Linked DNA regions of Sus scrofa: region 2 is linked to region 1. A link is a contact called in public HiChIP or PLAC-seq data. All regions are on one chromosome and are shown on one strand. The core of a region is the stretch at or near the end of the contact, and the rest is flanking DNA. Distances in the headings are between cores, read along the strand shown. Region 1 holds the start of ZNF576 (zinc finger protein 576). Region 2 holds the start of ZNF283 (zinc finger protein 283).

Evidence for each region. HiChIP or PLAC-seq counts read pairs in DNA pulled down with a chosen protein or histone mark.
Region 2: a contact with region 1 is called in an H3K27ac HiChIP or PLAC-seq map of alveolar macrophages. The contact joins the promoter of ZNF283 here to the promoter of ZNF576 in region 1. A contact is called at or near these places in 1 of 47 Hi-C or Micro-C datasets (heart right ventricle) and 1 of 2 datasets of contacts at active chromatin or transcription factors (alveolar macrophages).

Annotation. Positions count from the first base shown.
Region 1 is chr6:50,439,264-50,446,319 of Sscrofa11.1, reverse strand. ZNF576 (zinc finger protein 576) reads right to left here and starts at 4,140. Exons shown (of 3, transcript XM_005655924.3): 1 at 3,995-4,140; 2 at 3,285-3,391; 3 at 258-1,623. The coding sequence starts at 3,375. The coding sequence ends at 1,196. It overlaps IRGQ (immunity-related GTPase family Q protein), which reads left to right and starts at 4,214. Exons shown (of 4, transcript XM_005655925.3): 1 at 4,214-4,370; 2 at 4,824-5,355. The coding sequence starts at 4,361. ZNF428 (zinc finger protein 428) reads left to right here. Exons shown (of 4, transcript XM_021094479.1): 4 at 2,201-2,263. The coding sequence ends at 2,248.
Region 2 is chr6:50,646,589-50,653,644 of Sscrofa11.1, reverse strand. It overlaps ZNF283 (zinc finger protein 283), which reads right to left and starts at 3,168. Exons shown (of 4, transcript XM_021094487.1): 1 at 3,011-3,168. The coding sequence starts at 3,086. LOC110260998 (a long non-coding RNA gene) reads left to right here and starts at 3,244. Exons shown (of 2, transcript XR_002344676.1): 1 at 3,244-3,834; 2 at 3,945-4,804.

The DNA of each region.
Region 1 (7,056 bases), core at 2,891-5,390:
GGCAAGGCAGGCAATGCAGGGGAGTAAAAGCTGGTCCAGTGGAACTCAGCCCAGGGTTGGGCCTTTCAAGAGCTGAAAATAGGATCCTAATGGGCTATCTCCCAGTGTTGGCCAAATTCAACAGGAAACAGAAGGTATCTCTGTTTGATTCCAAACTGGTTCCCCCACAGGGCCAGACCAGCTCTGCCCTGAGCTCCCCACTCCCTGAACCTTGCTCAAATGCTGGAGTTCCTTGCTTAGACAAATTAGTATGGACCTTTTCTGTTTTTAGATTGTTTATTTATGCCATCTCATACATATAAAAAATACTCCATGACCAGAACGGTACATAAAATCATTTAAAAGAACAATAGGAGTTCCCGTTGTGGCGCAGTGGTTAACGAATCCGACTAGGAACCATGAGGTTGCAGGTTTGGTCCCTGCCCTTGCTCAATGGGTTAAGGATCCGGCGTTGCCGTGAGCTGTGGTGTAGGTCGCAGACGCGGCTCAGATCCTGCGTTGCTGTGGCTCTGGCGTAGGCCGGCGGCTACAGCTCCGATTCGACCCCAAGCCTGGGAACCTCCATATGCCGCAGGAGCGGCCCAAGAAATAGCAAAAAGACAAAAAAAAAAAAAAAAAAACAATAAATTACCTGGGGAGGAGCGGCTGGGGTGGGGTGGAGGGTGGGCCAAGTTCCAATACCGTGGCTCCTCTTGAGTGGGAAAGGCTGGCAGGGGGTGGGAAGAGACCAGGGCAACCCCCATATGACTTTGCTGCCCCATCCCCCAAAGGCCAGTTGCTCCACATCTGGAACCCATTTGGTGGCATTACAGGCACCCCTCACTCTCTCTGCCCCTTTCAGGCACAAATCCAGGGCAGTTTGCTCTTACAGCCCCACTGCATCCATTCGGGGAGAACTAAAGGTGATTACACAATCCGCAGCTCGTTGTGATTTCAAAGTCTCTAGTTGGGAATGAGATACAAATAATAATTTTCCCTCTTTCTAGTTAATTTCTTAAAGATCTCACTGTTGCCTGATTTTACGTTTCCCTAAAGGCTTTTGTGTCCTCCAAAGACTGAAGCTCCAACCGAGCATCTTCTGCGTCCTCTTTATCAGCAGTCTTCTGCCTTTCCTGCCAAGTCTCCCATTCCCATATCGTAGTGGGTCCTACCAGCCACAGAGCCCCCACTGCCCTGGGGAGGGCTTAAGCCGCGCTCAGAGCTCACCCCGGGCATGCCGGATGTAGTGTTGATGCAGCCCTGCTTCCTGGGCAAAGTCCTGACCACACTCAGTGCAGGCGAAGGGGCCAGGAGGTGTGCGGGCCTCGTGTGCCTGGCGATGCCGCCTCAGAGAAGCGGCCTGCCCAAAGGTCTTGCCACAGTCAGGACAGGGGAAAGTGGGCTGGGTGGTGGTGGGGGCAGCCAGCTGGGAGGGCCTGACTGCTGGACCGTGGCTGCGCTGATGGGCGATAAGGGCCTTGGAGGAGGGGAAGGAGCGGGCGCAGGTGAAGCAGATGAATTCGACCCCCTGCAGCTTCTGGGCCACGAAGTCCTCTGGGTGCTCCCGCTTCATGTGACGCTCCTGGAACTTGGAATCGGCAAAAGTGATGAGGCAGCGGGTGCACTGCAGGGTCCCCTGGTGGCCTGAGGGACACAGGGTGAGGTTGGGGGAGGCCAGCAGGAGTCCCCAGGGCCTCTCCTAGCTCCAGGGTCATGCTAACTGAGGGTGCAGTGCTTCCTACATGCCAGGTGCTATGCCAACGCTGGACAGCTGCACAGGGAAACCTATCAGACCTGTCTTGTCGCTGAGCAGACTGACACTCAAAAAGGTTAGGCAACTTGCCAACAGTCATGATGCTAGGGACTGAAATGCTGGAGTCGGGATTGGAACCCAGGAGGCTGCTCTTCTGATAGAGCCATGTGATGAGAGCACTGCCAATGGAGCCAGCTGCCTGGAACTGAATCCCAGTTTTCCTGCTTCCTGGGCAAGTAAAAACAGTGTTTTCATCTGGAAAATGGCACCCATATACCATAATGATATCAGTATCTACCTCATAGGGTTTTTGGAAGGAATAGGTGAATTATAAAAAGTGCTTTGAACAGTGCTACACAATAGTTTGCAAGAATTACTGTTGAGAAAAGCAGCCCTGCAGCCAGGAGCTGGCCTGGCACTCACAGCTAGGCCTCAGCGTTCTCCTGTTGAGCATAAACAATTTCACAGAACATCGTCAGAAGAGGCCGTGCTGTGACTGAGGCGAATGAAGACTAGGCCACGCCATGATGCCGTCTGAACACAGACAAAACGTGAACACTGTCTGAGCCGCAGAACAGGCCAAACATCCCCCTGTTCTGCTCATATGAGCGCCTGCTGCTGTTCTACCAATCACAGCTGGAGCCTTGCTTTGTTCCTCCCTCCTTCTAGGTAAGATTTATTAAAAAAAAAAAAAAAAAAAAAAAGCCAATTGTGTAACTGCCCCCCTGCTTCCTGGCAGCATCCATTCAGAACAAATACCCCTTTCTTGAACCCTTCCCCAAATCACCTACCACAAACCCAGATCCTGTAATTTTCTTATTACTAAGATGCCCCGTGGGGTGTGTGCTTTTTCAGTGCAATGAGCAATAAGCCCAGCCAGTTCAGCTCTAGGTATACTCCTGGTGGTCTCTGGCTGGAGATCATTGACACCTTGCCTCTCACTACAAATACTTAACCTCTCTGCCTCAGTTCCTTCATCTGAAAGCGCTAAGTACCAATTGCATAGGGCCTGTTAGGAAGACTCAAGGAGATAACGGGTTAAACTCTTAGAATGGGCCCAGCACATAACAGGCAATCAAGTAGGAGCTGTTGCTGTTACCCTGTGTCAGACCGGCTAACTTCATTAATGCCAGGCTTTTCCCTTTTTCTGCTCATTCTCACACCAACCCTGTGAGGTAGTTAGCAACATACCTCTTGATAGGGCAACAAGAGGCTTGAGCCACACTGCAAGTCTGGGGCAGAGTTGGGACTGGAGCTTACTGTCCCTTCTTAGCCACTTCTCCCACCCCAAGCCTCTCTGGATGCCACTTTGCCTCTGAGCTGCAGCCCATGCATGCTTATGTGGACAGAGCAGTGTGGGTATCTCTGAGGGTAATAAGAGTAAGGGCAGGGAGTGGCAGGTCCTGGTAGGGCAGCTCATGGGTCATTACAGCTCCTTCCCAACAGGCAAGTCCCTGCAAAGCCTTGGACACTGAAATGCTGTAGAAATCCTTTTAGCATCAGCTCCTGCACCCACCCTCCTCTGGTCAGCAGGACTCACAGTTGTCACCACCTGGATTTGGGGCACTTCTCTCCTTGGACGAATCCTGCTGCTCCGTGGTCACTTTGGAGTGTGGGACCTCCAGAGGATCCTGCTGCTCCATGATGACTGGGATCCCCCTGGTTAAGAGAGGGACATGCATGACAGAATAGTAAGTCAAATGAAGTCGCTCATCTCTAGCTAGCCTTAGAGGGCCCGCTAATCCTATGACCTTTGACAGGCTCTTTGCCAGCCTTTGCCCCCCAGGAGATACCATCTTAAATTGTAACCGGATGGAGTTTTCGCTAGACAAGATTCAATCTTCCCCAAAGATTAAACTTGCTGGGTTTGTGACTCCCCTTAGAGCCTTCTCATTTGCTTGAGATCTCTGACCTATGCCTCGTATGTCAAACTCCCTCCCTGAGCTCAGAGCGTGGGACCCTTGACCTTTGACCCTAGCCTCATCCCCCTTTCATCCCACGTGACTTGAGGCATGTGGTGGTACCCACGGTTTAGCCCGCCTCCTTTCGGGAAACATCTTTCTCCGACATCCCGAAACCCTTGTTCCACCCAGAGGCCCCTCTTTCCCACGCGCGCGCTCAGCCGCTGTGTCCCGCTGCCGCCAAAGCTGCGAGAAGCCCAGGGCTCCGCTTTTCTCCAGACACCAGAGGGCTGCCTTTCGTTGTGCCTGTCAGTCACTCGTCACAGCGCCGCCACCCGAAGGGAAGCGGGGTAGGGCCCACCGAGTCTAAAGTCCCGGTGGTTTCCACGGCCTTTCGCCTGATGAGCCTTTCAAAGCCGAGGTCCCCGATCGCCATCCGGCAGCAGTGCAGTCGCACCAACCCGGTCCTCAAAATAATGGGCGAGGTCCTTCTCTGCATTGGGGTGCGTAATGATGACGTTGCAAGCCATTCATGCCGTAAAGACCTAAGCTTATTGCACAAGTGTGTTAGATGTTCCTGGTGCGCACGCGCTCTCGTTCCCTCATTGTTCAAGGCCCGGCGGCTGCAGAGTTAGAGAAGGAACATTCTTCCGCCGATCTGCGCAGGCGCTGCCAAGGGCCGTGTCCCTGAGGTCACGCTTGCGAGACACGCCCCCTCCTGAAAGGAATGACATCAGGTTAGAGCCCCCGGAACGGGTCTGGACGTCCCCAATTTCTGGCGCTCTAGCCTCCTCGGCCTCCGTCCCCGGACCACAGGGGCGGGGCTTCTCAGCGGCTGACCGGCTGCTACGGACTGCGCTCTCCCGTGTGACCTCGCTGTTTGTTCGGTTGGTGATTGGAAGGGAAGAGTGAGAGATTAAAAACATTTGTGTCCCTGAAGGAGGAGGAGGCTGGTGGCCGGTTTCTCAATTTTTGAAGCAGAAAGGGAAACATCCAGAAAGGGCGGCCACCACTCCCGGATCCCTGGGGAATAGGGCCCGGGAGCGAGGTTTTTAGGTGCATGGGTGTGATAACCGAGAACGAAAGAAGGGTACAGGATGAAAGGCTGAAATCTGAGACCAGAGTGGGGCGGCTAGGAAAGAAAAAGGTTGAATGCTTCCTGACCCAGGTCTTGTCTCCTTGCTTTCTAGCTATGCCTTCGCCACGGGGTGATGTGACCGTCTTGTTCCTGGGGCCTCCGGGCTCGGGAAAGTCTGCGCTGATTGCAGCGCTGTGCGACAAGGATGTGGAGACTATAGAAATCCCCGACAAGCGTCCGGATTCCGGGCTCCCCAGCCTTCGAGCTGCGGGCCCAGGCCTCTTCCTGGGTGAGCTGAGCTGCCCACCCGCAGCGCCGGGGCCCTGGGCGGCGGAAGCCAACGTGCTGGTACTGGTGCTGCTCGGCCCCGAGGGGAATGGGGAGCCCTTGGCCCCAGCGCTGGGGGAGGCAGCGCGGGCCGCCCTGGCCCGAGGGACGCCGCTGCTGGCTGTTAGGAATCTTGGCCCTGGGGAGTCACAGAATGAAGCCCAGGCCCGGGATCAGACAGCGGCCCTGCTGGACAGCGCCGGTTTGGGCGCCGCGGCTCTCTTCGTGCTACCGACCGACTGCCGCAGCAGCGAGGGCTCCGAGGAACTGGAGCGTCTGCGGACGGCGCTGCGGAGCCAGGCGGAGGCGCTGCAGAGGTGAGCGTGGCGTTTCAGGGTGGGTTGCAGAGGCCTGGGGCTTTATTGAGTCTACACCTCCCACCCCTAAGATGCTCCTTGAGGTCTGCGAGACCCCACCTCCAGCGCATTTTGAGCCAGCCTTAACAGAATATCTGTTGGAAGCCCTGTTCCCTTGTCTGGGTCCTGCCTTTTAGCGCTGGTTTTGAGGTCTGTGAGGCTCCACCCCAAACTAGCACCCTTTTTTGTCATCTGGGCTCCATCCCAGCCAAGGGTCAGCTAGGTGTTCTGACTTGTCATCCAGGTTCTGCCTCCTGTGAGCGCTCTCTGAGGTCACAAGTCCCTCTCCCGAGAGAATTCGAGGAGAGCCCAGGACCTAGCACCCAAATACTACCCCAGGCCAAAGTGTGAAGAGGGCTCGCCATCGCCCTATAAGCTGGTAATTCCTTCCCATATTTTACCGGAAGACTCTGCTTTCTAGTCTTCACCCTCCTCTCCACCATCTGCTTGGTTCTCAAAGATTTCAGTCTCTGGAAAGCCACGGCCTCAGCGAGCTTTGTCGTTTTGGGGGCCTTCCCCCACTTCCTTTCTCTAACCCCTCTCTCCACTTGCTGGCTACTTTGTAAATTTTCTCCACCCACCCGGGAGACATCAAAAAGAGATGGACTCAGGGAGGGGCAGCCTCTTCTCTGGGCCAGGCCCACCACTCATCTGTTTTCCTTAGTCACACCCCTTTGATAAAAACTAGATGCGGCTTCTCCCCTCCCTGGTGTTTTTTTTCTTTCTTTCTTTCTTTTTTTTTTTTTAATGGCTACACCTGAGGCATATGGATGTTCCCAGCCTAGGAGTCGATTTGGAGCTGCAGCTGCTGGCCTCTGCCACAGCCACACCAGATCCAAGCCACATCTGCGACCTGTACCACGGCTCCCATCAATGCTGGATCCTTAACTCACTGAGTGAGTCCAGGGATTGAACCCACATCCTCATGGATACTAGTTGGATTTATTACCACTGAGCCATAATGGGAACTCCTCCCCTCACTGGTCCTGACATCCCTTCCTACACCTACTCTCAGTAAAGAGCTCCCTTGCCTGTCCTTCCCTCCTTCCTCTCTCTCTCTCTCCTTCCCTTCCTTCCTTCCTTCTTTCCTTCTTTCCTTCCCTGCACCTGTGGCATGCAGAAGTTCCTGGGCCAGCAATGGCATCTGAGCCACAGCAGTGAGGATGCTGCATCCTTAACCAAGTGAGCCACCAGGGAAGGCCTCAATTTTCATTTACAGTCCTGATTCTGTCTTTGCTCCAAGCTTCACTCTGAGTTTTGTCCCACCGGCACAGTCTTTTCTTAATCCTGCAGGTTTCTCAGAAAGCCTCCCTCCTAAAGGATGTAACCCTAGGGAAGTGTAACTCCCAGAGTGTAACCCCAGCCTGGTCCCAATCCACCTCTCCTGCCTCCTCTTTTTTCTTTTCTTTTTTTTTTTTTTTTGTCTTTCTGCCTTTTCTTGGGCTGCTCCTGAGGCATATGGAGGTTCCCAGGCTAGGGGTCGAATCGGAGCTGCAGCCACCGGCCTACACCAGAGCCACAGCAACATGAGATCCAAGCCTTGTCTGCAGCCTACACCACAGCTCAGGGCAACGCTGGATCCTTAACAGGCTGAGCGAGGCCAGAGATCGAACCCACAACCTCATGGCTCCCAGTCGGATTCGTTAACCACTGCGCCACAAT
Region 2 (7,056 bases), core at 1,919-4,418, 210 kb before region 1:
CCAGCCTATGCCACAGCTCACGGCAACGCTGGATCCTTAATCCACTGAGCGAGGCCAGGGATAGAACCTGCATCCTCATGGATACTAGTTGGATTTGTTTCCACTGAGCCATGATGGGAACTCCCCAGATAGATTTTTTAAAGACAGCCATAGAGTAGAGATTATTGCTATTCTCTGTGGAAATAAAGTTTAAAATAATCTAATTCTGAAAGACTGTCCTTGGTGCTCTGGTCATTAATTTTTAGATGGTATTTCTCTTTTTCTAAAAGCTGTAAATTAAGAAAGCAATCCCCTAGTGCTCTTCTTTCTACCCATTCAAGATTAAAGTCAAACCTAAATCTGAGTTGAATTTCTTTTTCAAGCCAAAAGCTAGAGAGTCCTCAACCAATTACTGTGATTTCATTCTGCAAAAACAAAACCAGACAAACATGCCCATAGGGGAAACAAAACAAAAAAAAGAATAAAAATACAGCTTTTTTTTTTTTTTTTTTTCCCAGGCAGGCTATAGAAATTCCCAGGCCAGGGATCAAAGGTGGGCCACATCTGCAACCTACACCACAGCTGCAGAAACCAGATCCTTAACCCACTATACCAGATGCTCTAGATTCAGAGCCTCACTCTTAACCACAACACAGTACTGCCTCTCACAACCCACAGAGAATTGGACCTGAAACAACTCATGTTTAGCAATGCTAGATTTCTACCTGAAAATCATCTGAATGTCTCCACCCTTGTAGGTGCAAACTGCAAATTCCTGTGCTCAAAGCTCGATCATACTCCTGCCCTAAAAAGCCTCACAGCACTGTAATTTATTAAATAATCAATCCCCTCCTACCTTGCCTTGCTTTTAAAATCATGACTGTGGAAAAGACAAAATATCTGTCAGAGTTCCTGCTATGGCACAATGGGTTAAGAATCCTACTGCAGCGGCTCAGGTCACTGGAGGTGCAGGTTTGATCCCCACTGAGTTAAAAGGATTTGGCGTTACCACGGCTGTGACAAAGGTCTCAGCTGCAGCTTAGATTCAATCCCTGGCCCGGGGAACTTCCATAGGCCACAGGTACGGCCATAAAAACAAACAAAAATTTGTCTTAAATACAACCTAAATGCTAATCTCTTCAAATAATCATAGTCTAAAATAAAGCTCTAGGAGTTCCCTTCATGGTTCAGCAGAAATGAATCTGACTAGTATCCGCTGAGGGCACAGGTTCACTACCTGACCTCACTCAGTGGGTTAAGGATCCAGTGTTGCCATGAGCTGTGGTGTAGGTCACAGATACGGCTCAGATCTGATGTTGCTGTGGCTGTGGCGCAGGCAGGCTACTACAGCTCTGATTCGACCCCTAGCCTGGGAACTCCCATATGCCATGGGTGCCGCCCTAAAAAGACAAAATAAATAAATAAATAAATAAAAATAAAGTAAATTTCTAACATTAATTTCTAGGAGATGTATTTCTAAACTATCAGGATGCTCAGAAAGGGAGAACGTACTGGAGAATCTGAACAATTTGCCATAGGAACAGATGGCTACTAACTGAGGAAAAGGGCAATGGGGGCCTCTGGGAAGAGTGATGCACCAGCATGGTGGGTCATTTGCCAGAAGGAAGACCCACAATAGACACTACTAGTCAAGATATTTCAGGCCAAAGAAAGCAAATATTCTTATGATCTAAAAACCAAAGGTAAAAACAAAGCAACTGTCTGAATAAAAAGAAAACACAAATTCATCTGAACCCTGATACTTTACTATGCAACAGTTCTTTCCTCCTCCCCCTCAGGGTCCTTCTCTGAAACCCCACAGCAATGCCAGGGCCAGGGGGTGGGGGTTTCGGGGAATCCTAAGACATCAGTATTTCTTGGAACACCAACAGACTTAATTAAAAACAAGCAAAACAAAACATAAACAAGACACTCTCCAGGGCCACATCTGCCTTCATCCACATGTAAACAAACGGAATTAAAAGGGAAGCTGGAAATATGGATGGAATTAGATTATCATACTAAGTAAAGGAAGAAAAACAAAAATACCCTATGATATCACTTACATGTGGAACTAAAATATGACACAAATGAACCTATCTACAAAACAGAAGCAGACTCACAGAGAACAGACTTGTGTTTGCCTAAAGGGAGAAGGGGGAGGGGAGGGATGGAGTGGGAGTCTAGGGTTAGCAGATGCAAACTACTATACAAAGGATGGATAAACAACGAGGTCCTACTGTAGAACACAGGGAACTATAATCAATACCCTGAAATAAATCATAATGGAAAAGAATATGAAGAGGAATGCATATGTAAAGATATATATAACTGAGTCACTTTGCTGTACAGCAGAAATTCACACACCATTTATATCAACTATACTTCAATTTCTAACAAAAAAAAATGAGGAGGAAAAAGGGAAGCTGGAATTGACAGCAATTCTTGGGAGCAGAGGTCTGGTGGTAAAGACTCTGAAACATGGAGCAGGCCCTCAAGGAGGTAATTTTTCCTACCTTTGAGACCTCCGCACCATGTCTTCCCAGAAGGCTGCCACGAGGACTCTTCTAGATGTCAAATTTTCATCCCAATACTAGATCTGTGCCTTCCTGCTGGACGTACATTCTAGGGCTTCCTACAGGACTTCCTGTCTTACGGTCACTTAACTTTAGCAACCCCTAACAGAGTCTAGAGGGAACCCAGAGCCTCGGGCCAAAGCAAACCACACCGACAAACAAGGCCACGCTTTTCATCATCCCATCACACATCCCCAGCCGCAGACACCGTTACAGAGACATCCCCCCCGGCCTTGTAACGCCGTCTGTCACACACAACCTCTCAGCCGCTCGCTCAAACACGGGCTTGAGGATCCAGGCACGACACGCCCTATCCGCGCCCGGGGCCTTCTCACTTCTAGCGCCTCGCGGTGTCACGCCCACCCTTCCTGCAGGTTTTGATCCCGCTCTGAAGTCAACTGAGCCCTCCCACCCCCACCTGGCGCTGACTACTTCCAGGGACACGACCAACTCACCGCGCAGAGTCCAAAAACCTTGAAGACACGGGAAAGGGACGCAGAAACAGAGGTTGGTTTGGGCCCAGAGGCTCATGGGAAATAAGAGCCGGAAAATCCTCAGAGGCTCGGCGCTTCTAAGCGCTCTTCTCAGGCAAACTCGCCCCGCCCCGAGAAGACCTGTGCCCGGAGATTTCTGGGAAATGTAGTCCTCGGCAGGCAAACCCCGAAAGCTGGGAACCTGGACCTTCAGAATGCTCCCGACATGCAACTCTGCTCCGCCTCTCAGAGGCAATGTTTTCCGAAGCGCAAGCGGATCTCTGCTGCGCGGTCTTTGCTGGAGGGATTAGTTCGGGTCTTGGGCGACCCTGTGGCTCACTTGACTTTGGTGTGGCTGAGGGTGAATTAAGACGTTCTCAAAGAAGACTGAGGAACGCATTCGGGAGTCCAGAACGGGTGGAGGTGGGAATGGGGGCGGGGATGACTAGGGACTTAGGCCTCAGTGAGCGGGGGTATCCGGGATAAAATCCATGGAAGTGACCCTGAGTGGTGCCACGAGCTTACCTGTGTACAAGAGACTGGAGCAAGGTCTGGCAGTTGAAAAGATGAAGGTGTCTTGCTTTGGGTGAGCTTGTGGATCCGATTCGGGGTCTGGAACCCTGTGTACAGTTGTTTATATTCGCAGGACAGTTTTTACAAATTTGAATCTTTGTTTTGTTAGATATGAGGCAGTTTTTATTAGAGGTTATACACCATTGCTGGAAAGCAACGAAAAGTGGTCGCGAATGGACATTGTGAACAGGGGGACCTGTGAGAAGGTCTCTGTAGGACTGAGACTTGAGGAGGTCTGTGGCTTTGTGTGTTTCTGTTAATGTAATTGAAGATGAAAATATTTGTAAGCTGTTTTTTTCTAACTGGCTTTTCTTTTGTGTGCATACCATGGTGACTGTGAAAGTGGATCACCATCCTCCAGCTTGGATTGAAAAAGCAAGACACATTCATCTTGTGGAGTATATCTACAGTGGGATAATGCACAGCAGTGAAAATTACTGAATTTAACAAATATGATAAGCAAAGAGCCATAGAAAATACATACATTTTAGATCCATTCATAAAATTTTAAAAAGAGGCAAAACATTTTTTGCATAAGTGGTTCATAATAAAAAACAAAGATATGATAAATAAAATTCAGGAATGTGGAAACTACAAGAAACCAGGAAGATGAAGAGATAAATTTGCAAGCTGATTCAAAGTTATTCGTGTATTCTTTCTTAAGCTGGATTGTATTTACACAATTATATACTTTTAAAATATATTCTTCAGTAATTATAATTTATCTTTGATGAAATTTAAAAAATTTAAATATAGCAATTGAATAACTGTCCTCGTATGATTGTATGAACATGGAAAAAGTCATGGGATATGCATATCATATTTTTAAGTGTTCTACACAAGGGTAGTGTAGGAGCTTGTGAAGGTAAATATGTACAGAGGAGAAACTGATAGGTGATGTAAGAAAAAAAGCCTGTTAAATGCGTAAAATACATATATCTGTTATTTACATGTATATGTGTTAGAAGATACTAAGAAATACCGAGAATCATTATCACAAAGCAGTAGGCTTTCAGGTGTTTTCACTTGGTATTTTTACGCCCCACTTGAATTTCTGACAAGGTCTATTTCATGTAATAAAAGTATGGCCACTCCTGCTTTCTTTGGGTTACCATTTGCATGGTATGCTTCTCCCACACTTTCAGCTTCTGCATGTCCTTAAAGTGAGTCTCTTGTAAATAAAATATAGTTGGATCTTTTAAATTATTAATTTAACCAGTCTATGTTTTTTGACGGGGAAGTTTAGTCCATTTACCTCTAAAGTAATAATAGGGAAGGACTTGCTATTAACAATTTTGTTATTTTGTTAACTTTTTTCTGTTTGTCTTACAACTTTTTTGTCACTCCTTTCCCTTCTTCCTGTCTTTGTTTCATTGGTGTGTGTGTGTGTGTGTGTGTGTGTGTGTGTGTGTGTGTGTGTTTGGTGATGTACTTTAATTCCTTTCTCATTTTCTTTTGTGTCTCTTCATTAGGCATTTTCTTTGTGGTTACCATGGTACTTACCTAAAACATCTTATAGTCATAACAAGTATATTAAGCTGATAACAACTTAACTTCAATCATATACAAATACTTACATTTTTATTTCTCCCCTCAGGTGTTGTGTTTTTATACTGTATATCTACTAACATTTTGTAGTTACAATTTTTTTTGGCTGTGCCCACAGCATTATAGTTATGTTTGTACTTCTACATTTTAACCTCTATTTCAGAATTAAAAGTGATTTATGCACCATCACTGCAGAATTATAGAATTCTGCATTTGTCTGTATTTACAGTTTCCAGTGATTTATACTTTCGTATTCTTTCATGTTGCTCTTTAGCATTCTTTTATCATTTCAGCATGAAGAACTTCCTTTAGCATTTCTTGTAAGACAGGTCTAGTGATGATAAACTCCTTCAGCCTTGTTTCTCTAGGAAAGTTTATTTCTCTTTTACTTTCAAAGGATAGTTTTGTCAGATACATCATTCTGAATTGGCAGTTTATTCTTTTAGCAAGTTGAATATATTATCTCACTCCCTCTAGCCTGCAAGACATCTGCTGAGAGTCTTACAGGGGTCCCCTTGTACATGACAAATTGCTCTTATTGCTTTCAAAATTCTCTGTCTTTGACTTTTGATAATCTGTCTCATTGTGCACTACTTTGGATTCATTCTTTTTGGAGTCTATACAGCTTTTTGAATCTAGATGTCATTTATTTCCCCAGATTTGGGGAGTTTGGGGCCATTATTTTCTTTCTTTTTCTGACTGAGGCAACACTGATGTATAACATTATAGAAGTATCAGGTGTGTACAACATTAAATTTCAACTTCTGTATTATCTATGGCATGCTTACCACTAAAAATTTAGCTTCCATCCATGACTATACAGTTGAGCACCTGTTGGGAAGCAGAGATATTGAATAGTACCCTCTGAAAATGAACTTTGAGACTGAAAAATGAAGGCAGCAACTCCATAAAGTGCAACTATGAAATTTATTGTGGGTAACTTACATACAGGCAGGAACTATCAGATGGTGGATAATCCACACATATTCACAGCTGCACTCCACATCATCAAAAAGGGTACAGGGAAACTTAAAGAGACCAAAGATAAAAATACACGCTGACTACCGTGCCAACAGGAACTGAGGATTTTTCCTCTCCCTGGGGGGGTCTCATGACCATTAACCATATACATCAGCAAAAGGCAGTCTTCCAGGTTTTTTATATCAGATAAAGGCAAAGGTAAAAGTTGATGGGGAACTTATCTGGCTTCGGCACATTCCTTATAAGTAGGCTAAAGGGGAGGAGCTCCTGTAGGACTGTGAGCCTGAGATGGAGCTGACAAAATGGAGCCAGTATGGTTCAACCACATACCCCCTTTACCCATTTCACCTCTCCTCCTGCCCACCCTTTCCCCTCTGGTAACCACCATTATTTTCTCTATATATACATTTAGTTTGCTTTGTTCATTATTTTGTTTTTGTTTGTTTTATATCCCACACATGAGTGAAATCATAAGGTATTTGACTTTTTCCATCTAATTTATTTCACTTAGCATATCCTCAAGGTTCATACATGTTGTCACAAATTGCAGAACTCCATCTTTTTTATGGCGGAATGATAATTCATGTGTGTGTATATCACACATCTTTTTTATCCATTTATCCCTTGGTGGGCACTTGGGTTGTTTCCATATCTTAGCTATTGTGAATAATACTAAGATGAACATGGGGTACATATATCTTTCTGAATTAGTGTTTTCATGTTCTTTAGATAAATACTCAGGAGTAGAATAGCTGGATCATATGGTAGTTCTATTCCTAATTTTTAAGGAATTTCCACCCTGTTTACCATAGTAGCTCCAGCAATTTATATTCCCACCAACAGTGTATGAGCGTTCCCTTTTCCCCACATCCTTGCCAACACTTATTTCTCACGTTTTGTTGTTGTTGTTGTTGTTGTTTTCTCCT